Linked DNA regions of Dromaius novaehollandiae: region 1 is linked to region 2. The links are chromatin contacts, called in public Hi-C maps. All regions are on one chromosome and are shown on one strand. Each heading gives the region's core, a stretch centred on a gene start, on an enhancer-like site or on the middle of the called end of the contact. The rest is flanking DNA. Distances are from core to core; before and after follow the strand shown.

Region 1 (3,930 bases), core at 1,295-3,794, 70 kb after region 2:
TATTGCCTTTGGCAGCTGAACTAGCTTCCTAAATACTAGCCTGCTATTTTACTAGCCACAGAAGCATTCCCACTGTGTAAAAGATCATTCTGTTGCTTTTTTAAGAGGGGCATAGCCTAGTATTGAGATCCAAACACAGATGAGTTTCAGAACTTAAAATCCAGAAGTCAGTAAGTCAAAGCTTGAAAACTTGATGCAGGCTAATGAGGCATGTTCCACTTAAGGAGAATGGAGAGTGAAATCTTTTGCTGCTCCCAGATTCCGATATGCTCCTGTATTCAAGATGGTTTCAGCAGAGTAATATGCAGTACCATCAAGAGATGCTGTACTGATGTTGCACTGTAGAAACACTGTAGAGTTTCTGCAGAAAGAGGGAATGATTAGAGAGAATGAGAACGTTCAAACTAAGTGTCAAGATACTTGATACTCAAATTTGGAGAGGCATCATGTCTAGGATTCCATGAAGAATGGCAAAGTGAATGAATGGAGCTCACAAAGGGTGTTTTCACTTTCAGGACAGCCACTCGAGGAAGAACAAATCTATTTATATGATAGTATTTAGCTCAGAAAATCTACAAATCTATTTTGTGTGACCTTTTTTTAGGTTAAAAGTCCCCCAGAAGATGCACAATGAAGTTAGTGAATCAATTCCTCAATTCAGAAAAGTTGTTGCGTTCCTTAAACCTTTCAAGGTACTTAGATAAGTCTTATACATTTATGAGCTTAGTGCACGAGTGCTTAGTCATTCATGTTTTCAAATCAAAAAGCAGGATCAAGGAACTTTAGGATGTATCACCATCACTTGCTGCTTGTGGTCACAATGGCTTTAAAATGGCAGCTGAATGATAGAAAGCCAAAAAATGGCATTCAGAGAATAGCCAAGAATTGCTGACCAGAGAATGCAGCCCACTGGGATGTGGATATAAATGTGAGGGAAAGGCTGGAGTTGGCCCCAGGAAGTTTTCCATATGAAGATCTGATCAGCTGGCCATGTCTAGGTAAGGGTAATAAAGCGCTTCTTGCACCCACTAATACTGTTCTGTAACCAGTGTTTTTATTTTCCCAGTCCCATCCTGATTTTTCTCCATTGTAGCTTCTGCCTTGCTGTTTTACCGTAATTGCGTGTCAAAGTCCTCTCCCTACCCAGTTCAGAACTGCTGCTCTTTTGTCCTCTTTGTCCGCTGCTTTAAGCACCGTTGACTTTGAATGTGGGCATCTTCTTGAAATCTTCTGCTTTCTTGTCTTTCATAACTCATTTTTCTTTTGAGTTCTTGTGCTTCTCCCATCAACATGTCACATAAAGAGTTCTCCTCATCAGATTCCAGGTTTATGTAGATGTTCCATATGGGTCTATGAGGGAGTCACAATGTCTTTTGCCTTTGCACTGTCTTTTTGGTTAATCTCATCTGCAAAACCAAGTTCAGCTAACATCCTTAGGCTAGCGACGCCCATCAATGGCTCTGCACCTTGTCTTTTTACTAACAGAATTCGCATTCTTTCTCTTTCATAGTTGTTTTGTGAATGTCTAGCTGTCATCTCGATTAAAACAACTCTTACTCTTTTTTCTTCTTATAAAAGGCATTACCCTCCACTATTGAAGGCTTGGTGCTGTCTTACTTTTCTTCGTCGCCATGGACAATGCCACCACCTTGCCTCTCACTGAGGATGTGATTGCATACCATCTAGATTTTCATGTCTAAGCAGTAGATGCATTATTTCTTTATGAAATTTCTACAGGAACCCTTTTTATCCAGGAATATTCTGCAGCTTGTTTATCTCTGTCCTTGATAAAAGCAGTTCTGTCCTGTATATGTCAGTTCAGAAAAACTTCTACAAAGATCATTTCTGAACCAGCATTGTGTGACTGTAATACATACTGTGTTCCTCAATTGGAACCCCACCATTAGTTCTTTCTGTTATGATTTGCTTGCCTATTATTAAAGCTTGTGACTCCAGACTGACGTTGTAGCGATAGCAAACTGTGAAGTCAGATAAAGTGACGTTACAAATACATGTTTTCAGATAGATATGGTTAAGATGATCATATTTTTAATTTGGGCAGAAAAAAGCATTTAAAGAACCTGATTTGTAGGTGCACAAACCAAAAATAAACATGACAGTATTGAATGAGGAATAGGGGTTGTCAATGAGAATCCTCTACAGAAAGGCTGAATTTCTGTTATAGAAGGCTCAGTAGGTTGATCTAATAGCCATAAAAAACAGTAGGAAGAAACAGGTGACTTTTGGCAGATATAGAAAGCATAGTTCTTAAAGAGTAAATATTTTGTTCTTTTAATGTGCTCTCGCATCCATTCAGACAGACAAGAAGTTAGGTCTCTCAGCTTCAGTTTCTCAGAATTGCCTAATGCAATAGTGGTCATCAGCAGACCAGACAATTGGATCATCTTTTGGTGCTACCAGTCCCACCAGCCTAAACATAGCCTATTTGGGTGTGATGTCAGAGTCCCACAATGTATTAGTGCTTGCCAGCCCTCCTACTCCCGGGAATGTTCCATTGCTTTGTTCATTCAGTAGCCATATTTGTAAGCAGAGCGGGACTCTCCCAAGGAATGTGCTGGCTGCACTGCGACTGCCCGCAAAATCCTTTTCTGAGGTCCAGCCCCCATCTGCTGGCCACACTGCAGCACTGCATTGCCGGCATTGCTTCACCTTCACGCCGCTGCTCGTAACATTTTCTTTGGCTAGGAAAGTCTTCCTGCTGATCCCAAAAATATTCCGTTGTTTGAATGAGCGCAGTTCTTACTAATTAAAAATCTGCTAAATCAGTTGCACAGCAGCCACATATCTTTGAGCGAATCTTTAATTGAAGGGATCCAGAATGCAAATATTACAAAGGGAACTTGCGCGATTGCTGTGCTTGCTGAACTGTGTAAAGAGAGTAATTTGTCTAAATCCAGACAAAATAGGCTTGCTTGAAAATAAAACCCAGGAAGAAGTGTCTAGTTTTGGCATCCTGCTTTTCTTTTAATGAAAAATAAATATCAGGTAGTTTCTCTTTGAAAATAAATGTCTTCTTAATATTTCTTCAAGCTGCAACTCTTAGTCAGTTACAGTTTACTTTTAGTATTTAGAGTAGCAGCATCTTCTATGAACTAATTTTGATAAATGGAAAAGATGATCTCCCTTAGTATTTTTTCCAGTTTCTTTTATTGTCTTTCTTTTTAGTGAGGACTGACTCTTTCTTTAGAGGAGTATTATCTCGTTCCAGTTCCTGTAATGATTTTCATTCATAACCAAATAATGAGGAGGCTAGGCCTTCAATGTTAACTGATTTTTTTTATTTCCACTCCATCCTGCTTGTTTTTTGATTTGTAATTGTTTGCAGACTGTTTTTAGATATTTTAGCAGTCACAGATTGCAGGTTAGGAAACAGTAATGTTAACTTTTATATAATAGTTACATTGTACATGACCCTTAAAATGGTCCTTACATGCCTTCTGTTGCCCCTATTGCTTTATGGTTATGGTGGCCAAAAGTTACTAACCTCATCATTGTCAAGAAACAACTAATAGGAAGATAAGCCAACAAGGTTGATTTGTTTTTCACTTTTGAGGCTTTAAATTACACTTGAAAACTATCATCTCTGCCCTTTTTGTTCAGGAGTCAGGCTTAAGGCTTGTTTCTGGAAAACTGCTGAATTCTAAAAGTTTACTCTTAAGCTATGATTCTGCAAGTGCCTGACCTGCTGGCCCGATGGGGTCCTGCTCTTGGTTGTTGGTCTAACCTCTCTGACAAGTGCCAGAGCCAGCATGATGAAATCAGTAAGAACATGTGGTTTAGAGTGAATAGTGTGAGATCTGTGGGACCTTTGTCCTTTAGCAGTAACAAGCAATAATATTTCTTCGTCCTGTCTCAACTGGTTGCATCCTGTGAATTCAGCTTAGCCTGATGTTAATGTAAGATAAGAGC
Region 2 (3,852 bases), core at 1,193-3,692:
TCCTTAATTTTAACCATTAGCAGCTTCAACGCTTTTTAGCTGTTGAGTTACTGAACAAAAAAATTTTGTAGATGGGGGGTGTGTGTGTGTGCGCGCGTGCACATGTATGTACTTTTAATGTAATAGACGTTTAAGAAAAGACTATTGTACAAGAGAAGAACAGTACAGGTTATTCATTATCAAGATTATATGAACAAGACAAGACTACGTAGTTGTTATATTGGGGGGGGGGGGGGAAGGCCACCACCTTATGTCCAGTAGGACATTTTAACTTTCTCCTACAGGCTCTACATGCTCTCAGCCTAAGTTGCCACATACCTATCTCTGCAAGCTTGGGTATAGCCTGCAAAAAGAAGCAGAGGATTACTGAGCAAATGCACAAATGTGCGAGAATTCTGTGATCTGTTTAAGTGCTAGCCAAAAAAATTGTAACTTGTTACATGCTATATAACATACTGTAATATAGTAAATGCCACAATACATTCGTATGAGCTTTGTAGTGACACTGAACAACAGAGCTCATTTTCCATTATTCTGCTGCTGCATGTCACTATCCAGACAGAGCAGCAAGGAGATTTTAGCAAGGTTTACAAAATCCTGATGGGGACAGATCCTGCTGTCACCAAGGTATCAGCTGCCGTTCCTTACAGGTCAATTGGACTGAGCATACGCAAGACAGCTAATGCTTTCTAGATATTTTTAATTTCTTGTGCAACATACCATGCATGCAGATATCTTAGGGCAAAATATGACAATATTAACTTGGGAGTCTTCTGTATAGAAGCAGGTGATTCTGTATGCCTTTGTTACACTGCAGGACATCCATGTTGGCTTTCCTCATCTTAAGAATTACATTCTGATCATATTCCAAAGAAAGAGAAGTGTCAAAAGCAGCTCAAATTGGCCTCTCAGTCTTTCTGGGGATGAGCGGAATGAGCAATGGCTGCTTAAACCCACTTAAACCACGCTGCTCCTGAACACCTACCATGGCTTTAGGGTGCAATTTCATGGATGACTTAACCTAACCTAACACCATGCTGTTACTCAATGGGGTGGTCCTACGCTTCCCGCTGCCACACGTTCCTGCCTTCTCCTTTGCATCAGCACTTATACTTGCCATACAAAAGATTTTTTTTTTGTCAGGGTCAGTGTGTCAATTATTCTATGCTAGCATTCCTATTGCTGTAGAAAACAGACAGAGGGACTAAACGGCTCAAGGTGAAGAGGGTGTGGACTGCTATTTTCAACAGCAACAAAATCTTAGCTCCCTTGAACTGCTTGTAAAACTGCATTTGTACAGCCATGGTTAGATAATTGGGGGACATACTACTTTGGCTGTTACTGCACCTACCTTTAGTTGTTTATTTCCAGCTCTGAAATTCAGAGAGAAATACGGGAACAGAAGAAGAAAAAGTAATAGCACGAGTGTTAGTAATATGTCCTAATTTCTTCAAGGAGCAAGGCTGACTGTGAACTACAACAACTAGGTTGAAAAAATCAGGTACCAGAATTAAAACATTAGATGAAGGCCACATTCTACTTTTTGGATCTTCGTGGATATTCCTGGAAAAAAAAAATCCCTAGCATAGATTTACATTAGTGGTATGCACTCCTAAACTCTGGTCCATAATAAAAAGTGCAACTAAGTCTCCCCTCAAGAACCCAAGGCTCCCTTCCCCACCACACATCCACAGTGCAAGTGCCACACGAGGCAACACCTTAGCGTTTTTATTTAATATTTTTAAAAACAGAAATACATATTTTTAAATACATCTTTTAGCATGGGATGTGAAGAAACCCTGTGTCCACCAAGCCCCCGCGGCAACAACGGCCGGCCCCCCGGGGCCTGCACAAGCCCCCGCCTTAGCTCGGGCCCGCGGGCTGCCGCAGCGGCGCCCGTCCCTAGAGGGCCCCGCTCCCTCCAGAACCGCCCAGCCGCCGCCGCCGCCTCAAGGCTTGGCCCCTCCGCACCTAGGCGGGAGCCGCCGTCCACTGCAGGCCGGGGAAGGCCCCGGCGCGGAGGCGGCTCAGGCAGAGCAGCGCGGCTCAGCTGAGGCAGCGGCGGCAGTGTCCCTCGCTCCCTCGCCCGCCCCGGAGGACCGTTACCGCCCTCGCGCCGCGGCGCGAACGCAGCTGCCCCTCCCCCACGCCCCGGGGCCCAGCGCTCGCCGGGGCCATCCTGGCCCGCAGCGGCGCGGATATCGTCACCCGCCGGAGGGGCGGGGGAGCTGCAGTTGCCCCGGCGACCAAGCCCCGCCCTCCGCCCGTCGCTCTCTTCCCCACCCTCCCCACGTCAGCGGCTGTCTCCCGCCCGGCTGGGGTGGGGCGCTTGGGTAGCGTGATTGACAGTTGCCATAGTAACAAGCTCGCCCCGTCGCCATTTTGTCAGTTAGCTTTTTTTTTTTTTTTTTTTCAAAAGAAAGCCCCTTCCCGCCCGAATTGTGGAAGGTTTTCTTTTTCCTCCCTTCCCACCTGCACTCTGAAAAAAAAAAATTATCACGCAAGAAAGCGGAAAAAACGGCCACCCTCAAAAAAAAACTGCCCTGGAGGGTCCGGCGGCGGCACGCGAGAAATTCGTCCCGCGTGAGCGGGCGGGTACGAGCGAGGACAGGCTCGGGGCGGCGGCAACGGCAGCGGTGCGCTGCGGTGAGCGGGGCCGGCGCAAAGCCCTGGCGAAGCCGGTTCTGGAGGGAGGGAGGCGGGGGGGAGAAGGAGGAGCGGGGAGGGAGGGAGGGGGAGGAGGTAGAGGCTGGCAGGCGGGGAAGGGAAGGGGGGAGGGAGGGAGTGAGGAGTTCCCGGGGGCTCGGTACGGCGCTGCGCTTCCCCCCCACCCCCTCCCCCTCCGCCTCCTCCTCCTCCTCCTCCTCCCCCCCCCGCCCGCTCGCGCCCGCCCGCCCGCCGCTGTCCCCGCGCTGCCTGGCCGGGGCTCAGGCCGCCGCCGCCGCCGCGCCGAGCCGAGGCCGGGCCCTGCCGTTGCTGCCGCCGGGCGCTGCGCAGGTTTGGAACGCGCGCCATTTTGTAAGCGATAGAAAATCCAGCCCGGCCAGGAAGCGCCGCGGATCCGCCCGCCGCGCCGCGCCGGGCCGGGCCCCGCTCCGCTCCCCGCCGCCCGGAGAGGAAGGCGCGCTGCGGGCAGCCCCCGCGGCCGCTGCCCCCTGCACTCCGAGCGGCAGCGGCATCGCCGCCGGCCGCGCGGGCCCGAGCGCGGCGGGGCGGCCGGACTGCGCAGCGCGCAAGAGGGAGGCGCTGCCGCGCCGGGGCCCCTGGCCGAGGCCGGGGGAAGCGTTCGCCGCCCGCTCTGCGTGCGCCCGCCGCCCGGGAGAGGAGGCCGCAGCCGGCCGGAGCGCGGGCCCCGCCGCCCCCCACACGGGTAAGTGAGACGCCTCAGCCGGTGGCGGGGAGCTGCGCAGCGGGACGAGCTGGTGCCACCTCCCGGCCCGGCGCGGTCGAGGGGGACGCAGCGCAGGGGGCAGCTGCGCTGCCATCTTAGAGAGAGGAGGTGGGGAAAGCGCAGGGGCCCGCCGAGCCCCGGCCGGAGCTGGCAGGGCCCGGACCCGCACCAGGCTTCGGAGCCGGCCTTGCTCGCCGCCCTCCAGACCGTTGCCCCTTCTGGGGCTGGCCGGGGGCAGCGGCGGCGGCCGCTCCGTAGCTCGGAGGCGGCGACGGCCTCTGCGGCCCTTTTCGCCTCGGTGTCCAGGACAGGCTGTCGCTGCCGGGTTGGGAAGCGGAGCGGCGAGGAGGGCTGCGGGACCGGAGATGGAGGAAGGGAGTTTGCCTGGATCCTCTCGCTCTTATGCGCAACGCCCTGCGGTGGGCGGGTGCGAGGTCTCGCCCCGGTCTGGGAGCAAGGAG

What was found. A called contact is a pair of places that touch in the nucleus more often than the background predicts.
Region 1: a Hi-C map of liver shows a contact between it and region 2, with 4 times the contacts expected there. The contact joins the enhancer-like site here to the promoter of DYRK1A in region 2. A contact is called at or near these places in 2 of 4 Hi-C or Micro-C datasets (brain and liver).

Annotation. Positions count from the first base shown.
Region 1 is chr1:119,376,332-119,380,261 of bDroNov1.hap1, forward strand. All of the region lies in intron 3 of DYRK1A (dual specificity tyrosine phosphorylation regulated kinase 1A), which reads left to right. Among named protein-coding and RNA genes, the nearest start is that of DYRK1A, 69 kb to the left of the region's middle. Within about 2 kb of position 2,545, at least 1 of the 2 cell types and tissues checked has open chromatin away from gene starts, as enhancers often do.
Region 2 is chr1:119,306,360-119,310,211 of bDroNov1.hap1, forward strand. DYRK1A (dual specificity tyrosine phosphorylation regulated kinase 1A) reads left to right here and starts at 2,443. Exons shown (of 12, transcript XM_064524946.1): 1 at 2,443-2,646.